Regions from separate parts of the Cricetulus griseus genome. Here region 2 is linked to region 1. A link is a contact called in public Micro-C data. All regions are on one chromosome and are shown on one strand. Each heading gives the region's core, a stretch centred on a gene start, on an enhancer-like site or on the middle of the called end of the contact. The rest is flanking DNA. Distances are from core to core; before and after follow the strand shown. Region 1 holds the start of Spire1 (protein spire homolog 1). Region 2 holds the start of Afg3l2 (AFG3-like protein 2).

Region 1 (4,155 bases), core at 933-3,432:
TTTTGTATCTGGTAGCAGAGATCAGGAACTGAAATAAGAGAAAGCAGATGGTTATAAATCCCTAACAAAGTATAATGTGGTGGCCAGTGCCAATGATCCTAGCATTTAGGAGATGAAAGCCGAAGAACCAAGAGTTCAAGAACAGCTTCTGCCAGAGTACAGGAGACTTGGTCCCAAAGAATGTAAAAATAAAAATAAAATAGAGGGTCAGTGAGATGGCTCAGTGAGGAAAGAGCTTATCTCACAAACCTGGCAATCCAAATCTGACCTCCTGAACCCATTGAAAGGTTAGAGAACAGGTGCCACAATATTGTACTCTGACCTGCATATATATGTTGGCCAGTGTCCCCACACTCACCATGCACACACATTAATAAATAAAAAATTTTGAAAGTTAGTTTTAAAAAACTGTTAAGAGTTTCTAGGAAATATCTACTTACTGTTTTCTCCAAAGTGTATTATAGGCATATCCATAATGCAAAAATTCATTCATTTTGATGTTCCAACAGGAGTTACAAGAAATCACCCCAAAGAATCAATCAGTCAAAACACTTCTGGGATCAAGTTCCTCAACTGTTCTTGATACACCATACAACCAGCCCTGTTCTTTCAATACAACCAACGACTCTTCTCAAGAGAGGTGGCACACACTCTTTTCCTCTTCAAACAGTTCAGGACCAAGACAGAGCCTCGTTGTTTTGAGAAAATTATCTTTTGGTGGCATCTTATAAATAAACTACAACTGAAATTGTAATCTGCTAAGGCCAAGTCTAAAATCAAGCAACAGATCAAATGAATGTTTGAAGGGGGAAGAAAAAAAAGAGATTCAAAAGAATTATTAAAAAGCCAGCTTTAAATATCATTCAAGGTACACGTGTATCAAAACGTCACACGGTATTCCGAAAATAGTGCAACACTGAGGTTTTGAATACATCACAAGGCTGGCTTTAAATTAATATAACTATGCTTACTTTAACTAAAAAAAAAAAAAAACGAGAGAACATTCTGGTAGGGCTGATAATGCTGAATTTAGAAAAAGGATTTTCACTAAATGTCACTTTACAGACTATTATAATTACATTTTCCACCTTAAGCATTTTGACACTTTCATCAACTTTCTAAAGGTGAAGGTGGATTGTTTTGCTATGTTTTTAATAGACTTGCTTCTCAAAGAATGAATTAGATAAAACCAGATAGGGGAAACCTATTACCAGTCTTACCATCAATAAAGCATGTGAGTAAGCTCCTGGTTGTGTGTCACTGTTTAGGTGACAAGTCACGAAGAATGTACGAATACTAACTAAAGGCAATTTTATCTAAACACCCTATCTACTTTTTAAAAAAAATTAAATAAGCTTGTACTTTTCATCACAGCACATTTTCACCCTCAGTGCCCAGAGTCACCATTTATTTATTCCATTCCTCTGCAAAATAGAATTCTCGGGGATCAGTGGCTTCCCTGGTATTCCCAAGGACTAGTGACAAATTCAAAAAATGCTACGAGGGGACTGGTCGTTTCGCAAAGAGGTAATCTTCCTGACAGGACCTCTCTCGAGCCTCTTCTGAGCCCTCACCCCAGTGCAGCCACCGGTAAACAGCCGAGGCCGGCGGACACGCACACAGCGTCCCCGGAGCCCGGGTCCCCGCAGCCCCGCCCGCCTGCTCGCCCGCTCGCCCTCCCGGGACCACCCTCCGGCTCCCGCTCTGCCGGGGATGTCCGGCCGCGACCTCACCGGAGGCGGGGGGCGGCTCTCCCTCTTCGCCGGCGGCTGGTGCCAGGGTGACGGCGCCGTCCCTCCAGACGCGGATCTGCGCGGCCGAGCGCACGCGGCGGTGGGGCTGGCGGCGGGCGGCGGTAGCGCGCAGCGAGCCGCAGCACTGGAAGCACACGGCCCACGCCTGCTCCTCGTTGATGGGCTGGTTGTAGAGCCGCAGGATCTCCTCCAGGCTCAGCGCGTCCCGCGAGTCCCCGGTCGCGCCGAACTGCGGCCCTTCGCCGCCCGGGCTGGAGGGCTGCGCCATGGGGCCCACGTCGCTGCGCGGCCGGCCCTCGCCTGCCGGTTCTCCTCAGCGCCAGAGCATCGTCTCCGCGAGCCGCCGCCTCCGCATCCTCGGGCCGCCGCCGCCCAGGCCGGCCGCGCGCCGCCGCGGGGACTAGGCGGGACCCGCGGCGCTCGGCGCTGGCCAGCACGCCGCCGGCCGGTAGCACGGCGATGGCGTCCGCTCGCCCCGCCCCGCCCCGCCCCGCCCCTCCTCGCTTCGTTTAGGGGGACGCGCGGCCGAGCGCTGCGCGAGGCCCGGGGGCGTCGTTCCCAGTGTGAGTGACGCGCGGCCGAGCGTCGAGCACGGCCTGGGGGCGTCGCCCCGGGAGTGAGTGACGTGCGGCGAGGGGCTAAGGCTTGGCCTGGGCTGTGGGTTCCGTGGGTTCTGTGCGCGCAGACTGTTCTGGTGTGTGGCCTCCAAGTCGCTGTCACCCGGTTCCTCCCCCCTGGGCTAGCTCGTAGTCTATTTAAGATCTTGAATTCAATCTGAGGCCACTTACTAAAAAGAAACGGTCATGAGAATCGCCCTCGCCTCTGGCTGCCCCGGGCCTCCCGGATTTGGTCTGAGAGCGCAGGTTCCCTTGGCCCCTCGAACCTCGTCGCCATTTCTCCTAACCACTGGACACATATTATCCCTTGCACGTTTGCAAAATTAATTTTTAGATATATTTATATATGCATTTATTTTTGAAACAGTCTCTCCGGGTGACCCAGACTGGCCTTGAACTCGTTATTCTTCAGCCTTGACTTCCTGAGTGAGGTTGCAAGATATACTCCATTATTTCCGGCTACTTCTCAGGTTCCTTGTGTCTGGGTATTCTCTCCACTCACACATTCAATGAGGACAGCGATCTTGGACTTGCTGAATTCTCCGAAAGCCTAGATCAGGGCCTGGGGTGCGGTGCACGGTGCTCAGGGGTTCATTAAAACAACCGGCCTTTCAGATTAATTTACAATGTTACAACAGCCTTCCTGAGGTAGTCTCTGGTAACCATGATCACCCTAGACCAGTTAACCCAATCTGTCATTTGGTGTCAGAGACAAAACTAAGGGCAATTATCCATAGGGACATCCCTGAACCCATTCAAGTGTGCAATAATTCTTAAACAAAATGTCCATCCATTGGTTGATTTTAACGTGTTCCATCCATGCTAGTCTTCGAAATCCCTACAGTTGCAGCATCAACCAAGTAAGACAATCATGGTAGGTACCATTTTATGTAGACTGTGGGAAACTGCATGCTACACTTAATCTTATACTATAAATCATAATGGTTTGGTAATGTATAAAATGCCACCATGCAGACAGCAGGAATTGAAAGAAAAGCAGGAAGTCATTAAAGGTAAGAAATGGAGAGTCGATGAGGAAGAAAGCTCCATGGGCACCTTTTGTTTTCACTTCAAGAGATGTAAAAAAACCTTCAAGTAGAATCACTTAATTATTAGTTCATAATCTCAAATGTAAAAACAAAGTATTTAGGTCCAGAGAGATGGCTCAGCAAGTGAAAGGACTTTGCTGCCAAGCCTGATGGCCATAAAGTTGAAGGAGAGAACCCACCCCACAGTTGGTCTCTGCACATACATAATACACAAAAAAAACTGTATAAAAAATTAATGCAGCATTTATGTATGATAAAGCTCACAAAAAGACCTTTCTCATCCTTGTGTGTGAGACTAATACATAGTAATACTAGAATTACTATGATATTATTATGTAATAGCATACTAATATACTAACATTCCAAAATGTTGCTATTTTAAAAGTCTGGATTCTGTGTGGCTTTTGAAAATAGAGAAGAGCTTAAAATTCTTTGAACAAAGCAGGAAAACAAATGGGCCACTTTTATGGACACCATCACCATCTTCTGGCCTTATGGAGTACTGCAAGGCTCAAAACATGTTGAATGGATTAATCAAAGGAGTCCATGAGCCATTCACTCCAATAGGGTAGTAAATAAACATTCAAATAACTGTAACAATGAGGGAAGGAGGAGAAAGGTAGAGGTAAGCAAAATTTTTCTTAAAATACAAATTTTATAATATTTTAAATTATTTTTATTTTATAGGTGTTTTGACTGTATGTCTGTGTGAGGGTGTTGGATCCTGGACTTACA
Region 2 (4,155 bases), core at 869-3,368, 160 kb before region 1:
CAAGCCCATTTTAGGGGACCTAACTCTTTCCTGATCTTCTTATGCACCAAGTATGCATGACCACACATACATACAGGCAGGCAAAACACTCATACATCATACACATAAAACAAATAAATCTAAAGAAAGTTTTAATGCCTTCTGGAGGCTGAGGATGTAACAGAGGGTGTAGAGTTTCTCTAGTATGTCCAAAGTCCTGGGTTTGATGTCTAGCACCAAACAATAAACCAGGCATGGGCCACCACACCTGTAATTCCAATACTCAGGAAAGAGAGGCAGGAGAATAACATGTTCAAGGTTATCCTGGGCTATATACATCCTATATAGCAAAGAAATGTTCAAGTATCATTTATTTACCCCAGTATCAGGGAGTATATGTCACACACACCTACACCAATTAGCTGCAGCTGTCCGACACAAGGACTTCCTTATGTCTCAGCATTCACTGGTGACTCACAGGTACAACAGTCCCAATAAGGTCTTTAATATGAGATTCAACCTTCTCAGACAGATCCTGAGTCCAATGTTCACTGATTATAAAAGGATCAGATGAGCAAGGTAAGGTGGGAGAACAGACGAATACTGCACAGATGCCATATAACAAGGAAGTTCACAGTAGAAAAGATAAGGACACAGAAATAAACACAGGGATGACAAGGGAGCTTCAAAGCAAATATCACAAACACAAGTACCCTCAGCAATCCCTATCCACGGCTTCCGTTCTCATATCCCACTAGTGAAAAACACTCGGAAAAGAAATGTACATGAGTTGGGGTGGTGGTGCATAGTTGTAGCCCCTGCACTTGGGAAATGGGAGACAGAAGGATCAGGAGTTCAAGGCCAACCTCAGCAATGAAGAATGCTTGAGGCCAATTTGGGTTTAGTTGCTATTTTCTGGTGGTGGTGGAGAGGTATTTGGTTGGTTGGATGGATGGTGTTGGATTTTGGCCATTATTCCTTAAATGCTAGAGTATAAAAATTATTTACAAACCATACTTACTAGATATTAATCTAGAGATGAACGTGTAAGGGAAGAGCCAGCCTGACTAGGAGGAGCAGGTGGGAGATTAAGGAGGCTAGCCTGGGCTACACTAAGACCTAGTCTCAACTATCCCCAACAAAACATAAACCAAAGCACACAGAAGTGCATGCATCTTCTGATTTTAGTACGGGTCCTAGCATCAACGCCCTGTGGATACTGAAAGCCTGCTCTAGCTTGTAAGTGAAGGGGCTGAACATCCACGAGGGCAATGGCAGCTAGTAAGTGGTCAAGCTAGGTTCCAGTGACCAATAGCACTCCTCAACCGCCATGCTATGTACCTCTAGGTAAAACCCGGGCTGGGCTGGCAGCAAGAAGCTGTGTCATGGTCCTGCCAACACTGCATCACTTCAATAAAATGTACCAGATCGTGTGTGAACCTACACCAGCAGTTGAGCCTCACGATAGGTGCTGTTATTCAACAAAATACACAGGCCCTACTGTGAGCAATGTATTTTTTATGATACCAGTGATATTTGCAAGAGTGTATTCAGGATGCCAGCAACGGCCCTATTCAACAGATGAGAAAGGGAGGCACCACAGCCCGCTCTCTCCCCTCCAATTTCCCGGTGCAGCTCACTCGTCCATCGCTTTCCACTGTCACGAAAGCCCGCGAGGCCACGGCAGCAAGCAGCAAAGCCGAGGCGTGACCTTCCCGGGGTCCCGGCGCCACTCACGGCAGCGCGGCCCACACAGCCCGCGGGAGACCAGGACACTCAGGCCGTCACGCGTCAGGCCGGTGACCTTGACACCTGCGCCCGCGCCGGAAGCCGACCGAGGCAAGCAGCGGCGACGCGGGACTCACCGTGCGGAGGAAGGGCCGCTGCCCCGGACCCAGGCAGCGGCTGGGCACGAGCAGCGGAGGGAGGCCGCGACGGCAGCCGCCCCTGCCCCACAGCAGCAGGCAGCGGTGAGCCATGGCGGGCTCGGCCCGCTCCCGGGCGCGCGCAGGCACGGAGCCAAGGCGGGCGAGCGGCGGCGACCCGCAGCTTTCTCAGCTTATCGGTTCTCCGGGAACTGGGCGCCACCGGCGCAGGAGACCCGCGGCGGTACGCGAACCCACGCTCCACACGCGTACGTCAGGCCCCGCCCCGGCGTGCGGACGTCGACGTGCCCTCGGGACGGCAGACCACGCCCTCGAGTCGGGAGGGGCTGGAGCGCGCAAAGCGCCGGAGTCGGGCTGGAGGCGGGGCCAAATGAGAGCGGGGTGCGGTCGTGGGCGGGTCCAAATAAGAAGTGGGCATGGGTTGGGCGTGGCTTATGGGGGAGATGGGCGAGGATAGGACGTGGTTGGAGGAGGACGACAGAGAGGCGTAGCTGTAGGGTCCTGGAGGCGGGGTCAAAGGATGAATGGGGCAGGGTCGAATGTTACTGTGGGGGCGGGACTAGAGGTGGGGCCCAAAGAGAACGGCAGAGGCGGGGTCAAATGAGTTAGGCGGGCGAGAGTCGGGGCGGACGAAGGAAAAGGTGGAAGAAGCAAATGGAGGCGGAGCCGAAAGAGGAGCGATGCAGGTGAGGCCAGGCTAAGGGAGGCGCCAAAGTATGAAAGTGGGAGGGGCCAGATAAGGAGCGCTAGATTGGAGCGTGGACCTTAAGGAGTTGACATGCTTAGCAAAGGCTATATGGAAAAAGACATTTTTTTCATTCAGGACTGGAGACCACTGATTTTGTTTGAAATTTTAACATTCACTCTTTACTTATCAAGTACTTTTAAGTGATTGATCACTGTCAGGCCGGTGGCCAGGCTCTGCAAGGGCCACAAAGCAGATATTAACAGCTCTGGCTGTCCTCACACACTATTGTGAACTGAAGTTATGTTAACGATTCTACATTGCTGATTGACAAGTCAAAACTGCGTGATTGTGACGAGTTGGAATGTTGCAAAACCAGAACCAAATTGCCTTGGGCTATGTTTAGTCCCTTTAGTAACCCTAAGTGTTATCCATCCTTGTGTCTAACCTAACATCAACATGACTAAATTAAACCTAATTAATATTTATAGAAACCTTCTGCACCACTGGCATGTGTGAAAGCCTGAATTCACTTCCCAGTGCCATAAACAAGGGGATTAGGCTGGCCTTGAACTCACAGAGATCCACCTACATTTGCCTCTCAAGTGCTGGGATTAAAGGCATTCGCCACCATGTCTGGCAAGAAGGGAATTCTCTAGCTCTGTGGGAACAGCACCATGCTGGTACCAAAACCAGATGGACATCAGGAGAAAAAGAATAATCTTAGATAATATACCTTACAAATGTACATGAAAAGCCTGAACAAAATCCTAACTCTAACAAATATAGAGTTAGGTGCACTCTTACATATTTAAAATACTCATCATGACCAAGTGAGACTAATTTAGATGTGAAAAGTTGGTGAAAACAAAACCAAAAAAAAAATCATGTTAATAAATTGATGGGGAAAAAAAAACACACCATCATCTCCACTGATAGAGACAAGGTTTTGGGAGAGACACCTAGCACCATTGCATGATAAAAAATATTCATAAAACTAGGATTATAGGGACATTCCTTAATTTGATAAAGGAACTTGTGGGGACACCCCAGTTAACATCGGAGTCAGAGGTGAAAGACTGAAAATTCAGTAAGCCATAACTTCATATTTACCATGACAGATATGGCCAATTTTTTTCAAAGGCAGTAAGTATCAGTAAGATATGGAGAAACTGGAACCTCCACCTGTGGGAATGTAAATGGTGTTGCTGTTGTGGAAAGACCTGGGCAATTCTCTCAAAAGCTAAACAGCTGATACATGACAGTACAGCATCTGCAATTCCCTGCCTAAGCATGTACCTCTGATGGTTTATGTTGAATGACAGCAGGACAGGACCTAGAATCCCCTAGGAGACAAACCTCTGGGCACATCTGTGAGGAAGTTTCTAGATTGGTCTAAATGAGAAAGGAGGATCCTCCCTAAATGTAGATGGTTCCTTCCTTTGAGTTGATGGTCTTGCAGTGTGTAAAAAGGAAACAGTGGAGGCTGGAGAGATGGCTCAGAGGTTAAGAGTGCTGACTGCTCTTCCAGAGGTCCTAAGTTCAATTCCCAGCAACCACATGATGGTTCACAACCATCTATAATGGGATCTGGTACCCTTTTCT

Evidence for each region. A called contact is a pair of places that touch in the nucleus more often than the background predicts.
Region 2: a contact with region 1 is called in a Micro-C map of the CHO-K1 cell line, with 5 times the contacts expected there. The contact joins the promoter of Afg3l2 here to the promoter of Spire1 in region 1. A contact is called at or near these places in 6 of 8 Hi-C or Micro-C datasets (the CHK-Q cell line, the CHO-K1 cell line, the CHO-S cell line and 2 more).

Annotation. Positions count from the first base shown.
Region 1 is chr2:171,797,522-171,801,676 of CriGri-PICRH-1.0, reverse strand. It overlaps Spire1 (protein spire homolog 1), which reads right to left and starts at 2,182. Exons shown (of 17, transcript XM_027402695.2): 1 at 1,734-2,182. The coding sequence starts at 2,022.
Region 2 is chr2:171,952,728-171,956,882 of CriGri-PICRH-1.0, reverse strand. It overlaps Afg3l2 (AFG3-like protein 2), which reads right to left and starts at 2,118. Exons shown (of 17, transcript XM_027402702.2): 1 at 1,845-2,118. The coding sequence starts at 1,958.